4 separate regions of the Mus musculus genome follow, and all the other regions are linked to region 1. A link is a contact called in public HiChIP or PLAC-seq and promoter capture Hi-C data. All regions are on one chromosome and are shown on one strand. The core of a region is the stretch at or near the end of the contact, and the rest is flanking DNA. Distances in the headings are between cores, read along the strand shown.

The links. Promoter capture Hi-C pulls out the DNA fragments that hold promoters and counts their contacts. HiChIP or PLAC-seq counts read pairs in DNA pulled down with a chosen protein or histone mark.
Region 2: a promoter capture Hi-C map of hippocampal neurons shows a contact between it and region 1, with 10 times the contacts expected there. The contact joins the promoter of E430024I08Rik here to the promoter of Glrx in region 1. A contact is called at or near these places in 2 of 39 promoter capture datasets (hippocampal neurons and pre-B cells).
Region 3: a contact with region 1 is called in a promoter capture Hi-C map of liver, with 8 times the contacts expected there. The contact joins the enhancer-like site here to the promoter of Glrx in region 1. A contact is called at or near these places in 4 of 39 promoter capture datasets (cranial neural crest, embryonic stem cells and liver) and 2 of 115 datasets of contacts at active chromatin or transcription factors (acute myeloid leukemia and embryonic stem cells).
Region 4: a contact with region 1 is called in an H3K27ac HiChIP or PLAC-seq map of embryonic stem cells, with 4 times the contacts expected there. The contact joins the enhancer-like site here to the promoter of Glrx in region 1. A contact is called at or near these places in 1 of 39 promoter capture datasets (hippocampal neurons) and 3 of 115 datasets of contacts at active chromatin or transcription factors (astrocytes, embryonic stem cells and large pre-B cells).

Annotation. Positions count from the first base shown.
Region 1 is chr13:75,838,576-75,841,275 of GRCm38.p6, reverse strand. Glrx (glutaredoxin) reads right to left here and starts at 1,390. Exons shown (of 3, transcript NM_053108.4): 1 at 1,101-1,390. The coding sequence starts at 1,307. It overlaps Gm41005 (a long non-coding RNA gene), which reads left to right and starts at 208. Exons shown (of 2, transcript XR_873685.2): 1 at 208-509.
Region 2 is chr13:74,462,255-74,464,954 of GRCm38.p6, reverse strand. It overlaps E430024I08Rik (a long non-coding RNA gene), which reads left to right and starts at 1,343. Exons shown (of 8, transcript XR_003950546.1): 1 at 1,343-1,746; 2 at 2,289-2,373.
Region 3 is chr13:74,694,432-74,697,131 of GRCm38.p6, reverse strand. Cast (calpastatin) reads left to right here. Exons shown (of 31, transcript NM_009817.4): 30 at 1,180-1,241; 31 at 2,299-2,700. The coding sequence ends at 1,233. Among named protein-coding and RNA genes, the nearest start is that of Erap1, 56 kb to the right of the region's middle. Within about 2 kb of position 1,446, at least 5 of the 459 cell types and tissues checked have an H3K27ac peak or open chromatin away from gene starts, as enhancers often do. A contact at or near this core is called in liver, where this site is marked.
Region 4 is chr13:74,600,570-74,603,269 of GRCm38.p6, reverse strand. No RefSeq gene overlaps it. Among named protein-coding and RNA genes, the nearest start is that of Gm46430, 15 kb to the left of the region's middle. Within about 2 kb of position 1,294, at least 6 of the 459 cell types and tissues checked have an H3K27ac peak or open chromatin away from gene starts, as enhancers often do. A contact at or near this core is called in embryonic stem cells, where this site is marked.

The sequences.
Region 1 (2,700 bases), core at 141-2,640:
AGTGAAGGACGGTGTCTCACCAAAGTAAGGCTGAGAGTGATTAAATAAGTCATCCAACATTAACCACTGGGCTGTTGTGTAAACAAGGGTACACAGACACACACACCATACATTTTATGGACTTGGGCATCCATGGACATCTGTATTTTTTCAGCTTCCCAATGAAGCCTCACTGAGGAAGTTTCTTTCCTCTGCTTTTCACTGTCACGCGTCACTTTAGTTGGTATTGGAGGCAGGTGGCCAAGGTTCTTGGCTTGTTGGGGCTGCCTCGGCTTTGTCCCCAACACTCCAGTTAACTGTACAACAAGCTCACTTTCCAGCACTGGAGTCTGTTGAGCTGGGCATTCCAGCAGCAGCCCAGGCACAAAGAAAGCCTTTTCTGAGGAGGAAGGTGTTCTTAGAGAGCTGCATATGGATTTGTGGAACAGGACTTTGAAGCGCTCCCTCTAATCTTGCAGCCTGCGTCACTGAGGATGGATCTCCAAGGCAAGAATCCATCAGATCATACAGTAAGTTATCATGATAACCAGACCTGAAAATATCCTACAATTAAGGCAGCACAGGCAAAAATGGAGTCCAGGATTTACTTTTCTAGTGGGTGGGGCTAGGTAAGAATGGACAAACTAGGTGATAAAGAAAGAAAGCCTAGTGCAAAGAAAAGGAAGGGCCGCAGACCCCACTACATGCTAACAGGGGGAAGAGAGTGCCTATGGCCCCCATCCATAACATAAAAGCTAGAGATCACATCCAGCCTCGAAGCTGCCTCCTGCCTTGCCAGAAGAACACTGCCAGTTCAAAATAGTGCTTAAAACAAAGCCTTCAGATAAACACTTAACTGCCGCCAGCCCAGCTGTCAGGCCCACTATCCACACACCAACCAGCGTTCTGCCTTCTGGTCCTCCCAGGCAGTCCTGCTGCCCACTCATTTGAGCAGTGTCTTCCCTTGAGTCCCTCCCCCACACCCTGCAAAGTCCTCTGGCTGCTTTGAAGGACAGAGCCCAGGCAACGGCATCCTAGAAAAGGCACAGCTAGCTGTCTACAAAGCTCTGGAAAGGAAACAGCAACACCCCAGCGCTTCCTTAGCATTTAAACACACTCACTGTTCTCGCTCCGGTGAGCTGTTGTAAATAATCTTGAATCGCACTGGTGTTGTTAGTGGCTGTGATGTCCACAAACTCCAGAAGACCTTGTTTGAAAGGCAGTTGACTGAGGATTTCTTGGGTCTTTCTGCAGTAGGGGCAGGTGGGCTTGATGAACACGACCACCTTCCCAGACTGGATCTTGCAGTTCACAAACTCCTGAGCCATGCTGACAGGCTGCAGCTTCTCCAGGGAGGAACGTGCAGTTGAAAGTAATGGTCCGGTAATGCAGCGGCGCTTAGCCAGCAGCTCTCATTTAATAAGGAACCTCCTTGGAGGAGGAGTTACCAAGTAGGATGCTTCAGTTTTAAAGGGCCAGCCCCAAAGTCAGTTCATTTTGGTATGAGTCAGTACTTCCTAGGCCTACCATTGCACACTGGCTGTGTAAGCTATAACAGGCTGTCTTGTGTCCTCCCCAAGAACAGAACTAAGTCACCCTCTAGGGTAGCAGAGACAGCGCAGACCAGTTTCTGGGTAGGAGGCCCCAGGTCCTCTTAGAACAAATTCTCTCTCTCTCTTCTTTTGGAAACACGGTTGTTTTGAAAAATAAAAACACAACCATTCAGGAAAGCTTTGGCTCTTCATAGGATGTGGGGACTGCATAGTGATTGGGCCTTGTGGGTTGCACCGGCATGCTTTCTTTGCCCTGTAAGGTGGGTACTTGTGTGATTAGTGGACTTGGTTCTTGACATGTAAAAATGTGCTTGTCTGTACTTTCTCTCTGTCTTTAAAAAGTGGGGTGCCATGCTCTGAGTTCATGGTGAACAATGAGCCCTTTTCAGTGGGGTAGATTTGTGACTGAACTTTGCCACGGGGCCTACCTGTGAAGCTAAGCTTTTTAATAGGTCTCTCTTACTCCAAAAGCCTTAGGGCTGGTGACCTTTGAATAGCAGTTCAGTAAGAAACAAATTCTCCCATAACCCCTGACCTGAGATTCCAGACAGAATGTGGATCTTTTCCTGTCTGACTTGTTTTGACAGTGAGCTGAGGTGCTTTGGGAGGTGGTGCTGAGGTAGATAAGCAAGTCGAAGAGAAAACTCCTGTCAGACTGAAGCACCTTTCCAAGCAAGCAACCAGCTCCACAGTAGAACCAGAGTATCTTACAGGAGGTCAGACTACAGTCATGTCCTGGTGACGGCTCTGGTGCACATTGTGACCAAAGAGAAGTAAACTGACTTCTGGGGGCTGCTTTCTTTGTCACTCTCACTGTTACCCACATCAAATGGCAAAATAACAGTCAGATGGTAATAGTCAGGGCCACAGAAGAAGCGGAGAGAGAGTTCTGCCAACGGAGAAGCGGCCTGGCTGCATGGCTGAGGTGGCTGGCCCATGGCAGGGTTGTAGACCTCTCAGCCCATAGCTTCCCACAATTCTGAACAAGTTTAGGGCTAGAGTCTTAACTTTCTGGCAACCTTCTGATGCCAGCTGTTTCAAGGACCTCTTGAGGGTTCTTGCTGTTCACATGACCCTGGGGAATAAGCACCCAGCTCAGGCTGTTCCTTTAGAGTCTTTCTCTCCTTCTCATTTGTCTGGTCTTTCCCTTCCTCCTTTTCCTAACAAT
Region 2 (2,700 bases), core at 94-2,593, 1.4 Mb after region 1:
TCTGAGGACAGCTACAGTGTATATTCATGGACATTAAAAAAAAATCTTAAAAAAATGCCTTACTAGCACTTAGTAACTTATACTTGTCTGTTGGGATCTGTGAATATCAAAGTCATTGTATCCTTTGTTAGTATGCCACTTTTGGAGGTATGTGGATGGGAAAACTTTTAGGTTCTTTTGAGGAGCCATTAAATCTGTAAGGTAGAAGTTACTAGAATCAGAACAAAACAAAACATTAAGATGCAAAACGAATACTTTGTAAGTCTGATATTTCTTCTTTGTGTAATAGGGATACTATTGACTCGGTGGGACCATCAAGAATAATGGTGCCTACCATTTGATCTTGAACCATGTGGTTATATTACCTAAAGACCTGGTAAAATTAAATGGTCTATGCTTTATATCATTATCAAAAAAAGACACCAAGCCCCATGATTGCTTACATTTTAAGAGGATTCCCTAGGTGAAATTTAAAACAACAACTGAAGAAATAGTGGTTTTCTGTTGTATGAGAACTGGGCCCCTGAGTAAAGTAAACCTATTTCCCATCAGGGAATTCCGGGTTCTTGCATAGCCCCCTTATGACTTTCTTTGGGGCAGGAAGGAAGATGCTGATAGTATGAAAAAGAGGACTGGGAAGGCAGATGAGAGAAGAGACAGGAGCTGATTTCACATAGCACAGCAAAATCTTTGTGCTAACCCTGAGCCTAACCCTAAACCTGTAACCCTAACCACACTAACCCTAATCTAAACACTCTTTATCTTAATCCTAACCCTCTAATCCCCTAACTCTAACCCTGCATCCTGTAAGGGAGTTTTCTTAATTATTCCTTTTGAAGTGAGAAACCCTTGCTATATCTTGGTCTTTTGAGAGTTTAAGATCCACCTTTAATCCAGGCTACACATTCTTTCTGAAACCTACATACATAAAGGACCTTAAACAGGGAAGTTCTTTCAAATTGTCTACTTCTTTCCCTACATTTTTTAGCAAGGTGTTTTGTTTGTTCATTCATTCATTTTGTTTTGTTTTTAAACTGGCATTAGTAAGTACGTATTTCTTCAGAATTCTGGTAAGTTCTCAAGATCCGCTGAGATATCAAGCAATGTGAACTCAACAAGTCCTTGATTTTTCTTCTTTCCCTTGGCAATGAATGTGCTAAGCCATTATTGGACTAGGAGGACCACTGTCTGTGAGACATTCTATTAATCCCCTTTCTACATACATAAAGAAATTCGTCCTATGAGATGAGGTACGATTATCTGTACTAATACAACTGTGGTTTGTCTCCACCCTGCCACTGAGGAAGATGCGCTGGCTAACAACAGTGCTCTACACTGTTTGTCATCTCTTTCCTGGTTTTCTCCCAAGGTTGTTTCATACCTCTTTGGTGAAAAGGACCTGCATTTCCCCTGGTCCAGCATCAAGCTACAAAACAAAACTCTTGTATCCTAAAATCCTCTTTAGTGTTATTATCCTGGGCATCCTTCCACTGGTGAGCCAGATTGATAACTCCACTCCCAGTTTAGTAAAAGGCTAGCGACCTTGATTTCAGGAAGAAGGGGAAGTGCTGTGAGGAAAGCTCAAGCAAGCCAGGAAGTAGGTCATGGTGAGTGCAGGACCACTGCTACAACGGGAAGGAGCAGGCGGCTGAACAGCCTGAGCTGAAATGCTGTCTCCACTCCCACCGCTCGGAGGATAGACACAAATGCTAATGGAGAGCAAGTCAGACCAGAGATCTGGAAAAGGTCTGACCCAAGACTGGAAGCTCTATTTAACCTTGAGGAGGGGTAAGACTCATTGGGCAATCTAGGGCCCCAGGCGGATCTGCCAGTCAGACAATGAGGAGGGTTCTTCCGGGTGGCTTGCTGCACGTTCGTTTTGGAATGCAGGAGTGAATAGTCCTTTCCGTCCTGCTTTGAGTAATGCTGTTGGGTGCCATTGGGGACCTTAAGCGAGCTCCGAAGTTGAGACATGGTGAGTGCGAGATCACTGCCCACAAAGGGGAGGAGCAGGCGGATGAACAGCCGGAGCTGCAATGGTGGATCCTCCTCAAAGTCGGCCTGGGACCACAGATAGAGGAGGCTCTAGGAGGATAGGCACAAATGCCACCCGAATGCAAACCACTCCCGAGATCTGTAAAAGGACTGGACCGGGACAGGAAGCACACTTTAATCTAGAGGCGGGGTAAGACTCGCTGGCCAATCAAGGATTCCAGGGCGAACTGCCAGTCAGACAATGAGGCGGGGTCTTCCGGATGCCTTGCTGGAAGTTTGTTTTTGCTCTACAGGATTGAACCGTCTCTGTGTCTTGCTTTGAGCGCTGCTGTTGGGTGCTGTGAGTGGACCTCAAGTAAGCTCCGTTTTTGAAACATGGTAAGCGCATGGTTACTGTCTATAATGGGTAGGGGCAGGTGGCTGAGCAGTGGGAGCTGAGGTGGTGTGTCCTCTCTGGGGCTGTATGGGAAGCCTCAGCCAGATGTAACCAGATGTGGCCAATTGTGCGGTCCTTTGTGATGCTCCTCACTTGCTAAAACAGGCGGTGAACTCTGAATAACATCAGTATCAGGGCTGAATCAGCTCAAAACATTAGGATTAGGGGCTTGCTTGTAGAAATTTCACGGGCAGGATGCCAAACTTGGAGAGCCCTAGTTTCTCTTGAATCTTCTATAAGTTTTGCCCCCAGCATTTACCTATTAAGTA
Region 3 (2,700 bases), core at 197-2,696, 1.1 Mb after region 1:
TAACAAGACTTTCTCCTACTCAAAGCACATTCCTAGAGGTTATAAACAATTAACCAAGGGTCATAAAAAGGGAACTAACGATTTATTATAGGTGCTAAGACAGGAGAGAAAATATTGACTGGGTTTATCTATACTTCACTAATACCTTAGTTATGGTTTTAAACCTTCAGTGAACCTGTGGAGCTGAGACAGGTGATGGATGTTTAGCCAGATAATTTCTCCTAATGGATATGCATGTAAACATCCTCTGTTGTAAACTATTGCAATTTATGATTTGATTTTTTTGTGTGTGAACTTATGATGAACTTTGTAACATGCGATCATGTATTCTGAAAGCATTATAAGTACTGAAGACATAGAGAAGAGAGGAGATTTTTTTCCTTTTCCCCTCCTGGAAGAATCTTTTTCCTTACTAGAATTTTTGCCCCCTTTCCCCTTTTAGAGAATTTTTCCCCTTCACCACATAGGATCTTTCTGCTTTTCCCCTCAGTTAGCTTCATAAAAGCTTTAAAAGTTTCATAGGAAACTTTTTACAACTTAGTAATAAATGCTATAATCACTTTTCTAAGTGTCCATTTTTTCTTCCTGTGACTTCCAACTAGCAGGCTGAAAGTGAGAGCCCAGCAGCTCCTGCTGAGATAGTACAAAGGCTATTTACTTAATCCGTTGCTGTTTGAGGAAGATGTGCTAAGTGCCAAAAACTGCAGTTTTTGGCCTCAGAGGATCACCACAGGCAGGTCAACTACAGTAGCAAGATAACAGACTTAGATAAGTAAACTTATTATTATTATACAGCAACCCTAAATATCTTGTAGGACAAAGTCTTATCCTCCAACGATGCTCTTCCCCCTCTGCTGCTTCAAGAATCTACAAGAAAGAAGACCCCACCCACCCACCCCCCACCGGGGCTGGCCCCAGGCAAAAATTTTATAGGGTCCATTAAAAACATGTTTAAAGTGAGAAATTTAGGATTAAGACTATTTACATCTTATAACTTAAAAACTAAGGAAAGAACAGAGCATGTTTGTGTCAAATGAAGAATATAGACCAGGCCACCCTCTCTGCCTTCTGTTTGGTCCTTATCCAGGAGTTCATTTTCTCCTTCTGTTTCCTGGTGAGTTATTGTGCAGTGTTGATTTAGAAATAAAAGCACTCACTATAGCTTTGCTTCCCCCTTAGAAGACAGAGGAAGTGTCCAAGCCAAAGGCTAAAGAAGATGCAAGACACAGTTAATGAATTTGGTAAGTTGAGTTTCCACTGTAAATAGCAATAACTGCCTTCTAGCAGCTGGCACCGTGGGGCGCGAGAGGCAAGTTTCTCTCTGAGTATTCCACACCTGTTCCTGTTCTTAGGACCCATAGCTTGCGAAGTTCAAAGTATTCCATTCCCCAACAAGCACTAAAGGGCTTATTGTGCTACTAGAACTTTTCTTGTTAATCATTGATTAAATTACTCTTAAAATGGCCTGGCAGTGGTGGTGGCTTTGATCCTATCAAAGGCAGAGGAAGGCAGAGCTCACAAAGTTCAAGGCCAGCCTGTCTACAGAGCGAGTTCCAGGACAGCCAGGGCTACACAGAAAAACTTGTCCTTGAAAAAAACAAAACAAAACCAAAAACCACAAAACTCTTTAAAGAACTCAGACTTTGAATGAAAATCATACACCACAAGCTAGTTCAATCTTTGAAATTATACAGACTTTTCTTGCAATGTATTTGTAGCAAAATGGCAGTAATTGCTATCTGAAATACAATGCATGGTGAGTGGTAGAAATCACAGTTTGGGAATAAAGGCTGTTTAACCTTCTGTTTTTGTTTTGTTTTTTTCTTAATTCTGAAAGAACAATAATGGATTCTGACCTATTCTTCAATAGGTGGGTTCTGATCTTCCTAAAAATCATAAAATGAAACTGCATGCTCAACAAAGCCTTAAAGAAAACAAATAAAAAGAACAACAACAACAACAACAGAAAAGAAAATAAGAAATGGGGTTGGCATGGTGAGGGATGCACATGGTAGATTCATGGAAGTTGCCCTCTGAAGTCCACATGCATACTGTGGCATACATATATTAAATGAAACTGTAAAGTAAGGTATTTTGGTTTTTTGTTTCTGTTGTTTTGTTTTGGTTTGGTTTGGTTTGGTTTTAAACTATGGGTTAAATGGCCCAGCTCTCTTGCCAGGATCCATTTCATTTCCTATAGCGCAGTTAGCACACCAACAAGAGCTGCTCCACATTTCTCAGAGTAACTGATGACCTTCTATTAACAACCTACTCACTCATATTTCCTTTTATTTTAAGGGTATCTGAATAGAAATTCTTCAGCTGGTGGATGGTGACTTTTGAAGAACAAAGGCTTTGATGACAGTTTTTTCTGGGTGGTTTCTGGACAGTGGTATTTGTTATGTCTTTTGACATCTTAAACACTGAGTTGTTATTCTTTTCCAGAACGAAAATGAATTTGTCTGCTTCACCTGTGTTCTGTATTGAGTATTGATAAACTTCAAAGATTTTTAATTGCCCTTAGATGGGAGAAGGAAGCTTTATATTTGTAAGAAATATATTTGATAGTTTCTTAAAACACCAAAAATCCCAGAAAGCCTTTACAAACCTTTGCACTTTATATATACAGTGCCTGTAAATCTCATTAGTATTTTTGGTTTGCACTAAATTTTTTTAGCATTTGAAAAATAATGCTCCCAA
Region 4 (2,700 bases), core at 45-2,544, 1.2 Mb after region 1:
TCATTTTAAAAGTTTTGCTGTGATCACTTTAAGTGTATCTATAGGCATGAAGGTAGTTGCATTTTAATTTAGAAATAGGGAAGAAGCTCCATGCTGGATCTTTAAATTATTATACTGTTTTTAAATAAGACTTTAGTGGTTATGAATATTTTTTAAATTATTAAACTGTTTATGTCAGTATAGTTATACGTATATGTATGTATATGTACATATATATATAATATTTAAAAGCGCATACTCATTATCCTTATATGAGTAAGGACAGTGTTCACTATGAACAACATTTTCTGCTCTATGAGTAGTAAACTCTTTAAAAGTAATTCAGAGTGGCGCACGCCTTTAATCAAAGCACTTGGGAGGCAGAGGCAGGAGGATTTCAGAGTTCGAGGCCAGCCTGGTCTACAGAGTGAGTTCCAGGACAGCCAGGGCTACACAGAGAAACCCTGTCTCAAAAAAACAAAACAAAACAATATGTAGTTCAGAGTCTAATATATGTCTATGAGGGTAGCAGGTTTCTCTGAACTTGGGATTCTGCACATTCCACTTGTATAGATCAGTAGTGGAAAAGGGGATGTGTGCCCTGTACTGTCTTCCCTTGCCTATCCAAAATGGTGGGCGTGGGAGGGACAGTTGCTCAAAAGGGCAGTGCCATTGTGGTAGAATCTGTCTATCTTGTAGTGCGGGCACCTGTGTGAAGAGGGCTAGAATGATGTAAACCTCTTCCCCAGGGCCTGGACCAGCATCTGCCATTTACAAGGGATGGGTGTGAACCAGGATAGAATGATAAGGCGCCAGGAAGGAATTTTCCTCCAGAGCTGGAGGGAATTGGACTGCTGGCTTAAGATTCTTTGAGAGCTCCATCAATTTGTACTGTAAGGTCATTGGGATAGGTGGTAGGAAAGGCTTTAGCTACTTATGGGGCTCTCCACCAGATACTGCCAGACCATGTTGTTTGGAACCTGGTCAGGGTGCCCAGGATTTACATACACAATACTTTGAACCAAGTAGATAGTAGGAAGGTGGAAAGTGTGTGCTTCCGGCCAACCCACTTTAAAAGCAGGCCATTCTTTCCAGGAAAAAACCGGCCTGTGTTTGCACTGGTGTTCTCTGACTCCAACAGAAAGGAGTCCAGAGACAAGAAGGCAGCCTATCCCTGGAGCGGGCTCTCCCAGCTGGGAAGAACCTGATAGCTTCCATCAGAACCTGTGTCAGAATGGAGCTCTCTGCAACTGCATCTGAAGGGAGCTGGAGAGCACCTCTCATCCCCAAGGCCAGGAGGAAGTTACCAGCTTGACTGCCCTACCTCCTTTGGCCTTCAGGTTGTGAAGACAAAAGAAATCACCCCACAGAGAGCAAGACAAAAGGCTACTCAGAACTTGACAAAGTCAAGATACACACAGCAAACTCAGACACACCCTGACTTGCCCATTGCTAGGAGAGTCCATTGCTCTCAACAACAATAACAACCCTCTCTACTATCAAGTCAAGAGGGACCCCTTCGATTCCCTGCCAATGCACTAAATGTAATGGTCTGCAAAATCTCTGAAGGAAGGCCCCAGACTTAGTATGCAAAACCAAAGAATGTTTATTCTGAAAAACACAATAGCATTCAAGGATTTAAGGACTCAAGGACTTAATCATTCTCTAGAATGAGGACCCCACATAAACCAGGAGACTCTCTAGGAAGATTAGGTAATCTAAAATTGCATTGGTGGGCTCTAGCGGGTCAGCGGCCTGCATTCCTATGTCATGAACATTGAACCATGTGATGAAATAGGGCTACAGATGGCCCATTCTGAGATAAGACATTTCTCCGTTTTTGTGGTTATCCCCAGGCTGTACTTCGGGAGAGGGTTTTATGATCTTGTGCTGGATTTTATGGTCTGCTTCTAGAGCTGGTGTCTGAATACCTAGTTTCTGAGACTTATGGTCTGTTCTTGTAGTTGGTATCTTCCAGCGTGGACTCAGGCCTGGTCCTCAAAATGGAAACAATTGGGGTTTATATTACCCTTCTAAAACAACACCCAAGATCTGGACAACCTGCTGTGGCTGCTTATAACACAGACTGTTGCTTTTTTGTCTGAAAATGCACAACCTGAGAGAAAGGTATGGATAATATTTGGTGTCCTCTAATACATATGTCTAGACCCTGAACAATACCCAACCATAAAGCCTCTTTAAACATTTAAAATGATTTTGGGAATTAAAATTAAATCATTTCAACTTTCTCATTTTTTCTAGTGCTAAGTCTCAAACACTAGGACAAAGGGCTGAGGTGCTATTTAACAATTGAAAACAAACCTGGTTCTCAGGTTCTCCCTGACATTCCTCAGCTCCTACCCATTACAAGGTATGCCTGACTGGCCTATCCTCCCTCTAAGCCCAGAGGTTGGTCTGTCCTTCTCCCAGCTGCCCTTCCTATGTGATCCAACCATTTTAGTTACCTTGTCTTTTTCATTTTATTATTTGATATCTTGACTCATAGGTTATTTCTTCGCTATCAAACTAGATTGGAGTGTATTAAAATGCTGGATTATTGGGAAACTGCTCTGCGCACAATTGCCCTAGGACAGGGAAGTCACCTTCGGGAGGAGATTGGTGAGGGGGAATTGAAAGAGAAAGGGCATGTACACAGAGAAGAAAGGAAAGACACAGGACAAAATGTCTGGGCTAGAAAGTTCAGGATTAGGGGGCAGGCTA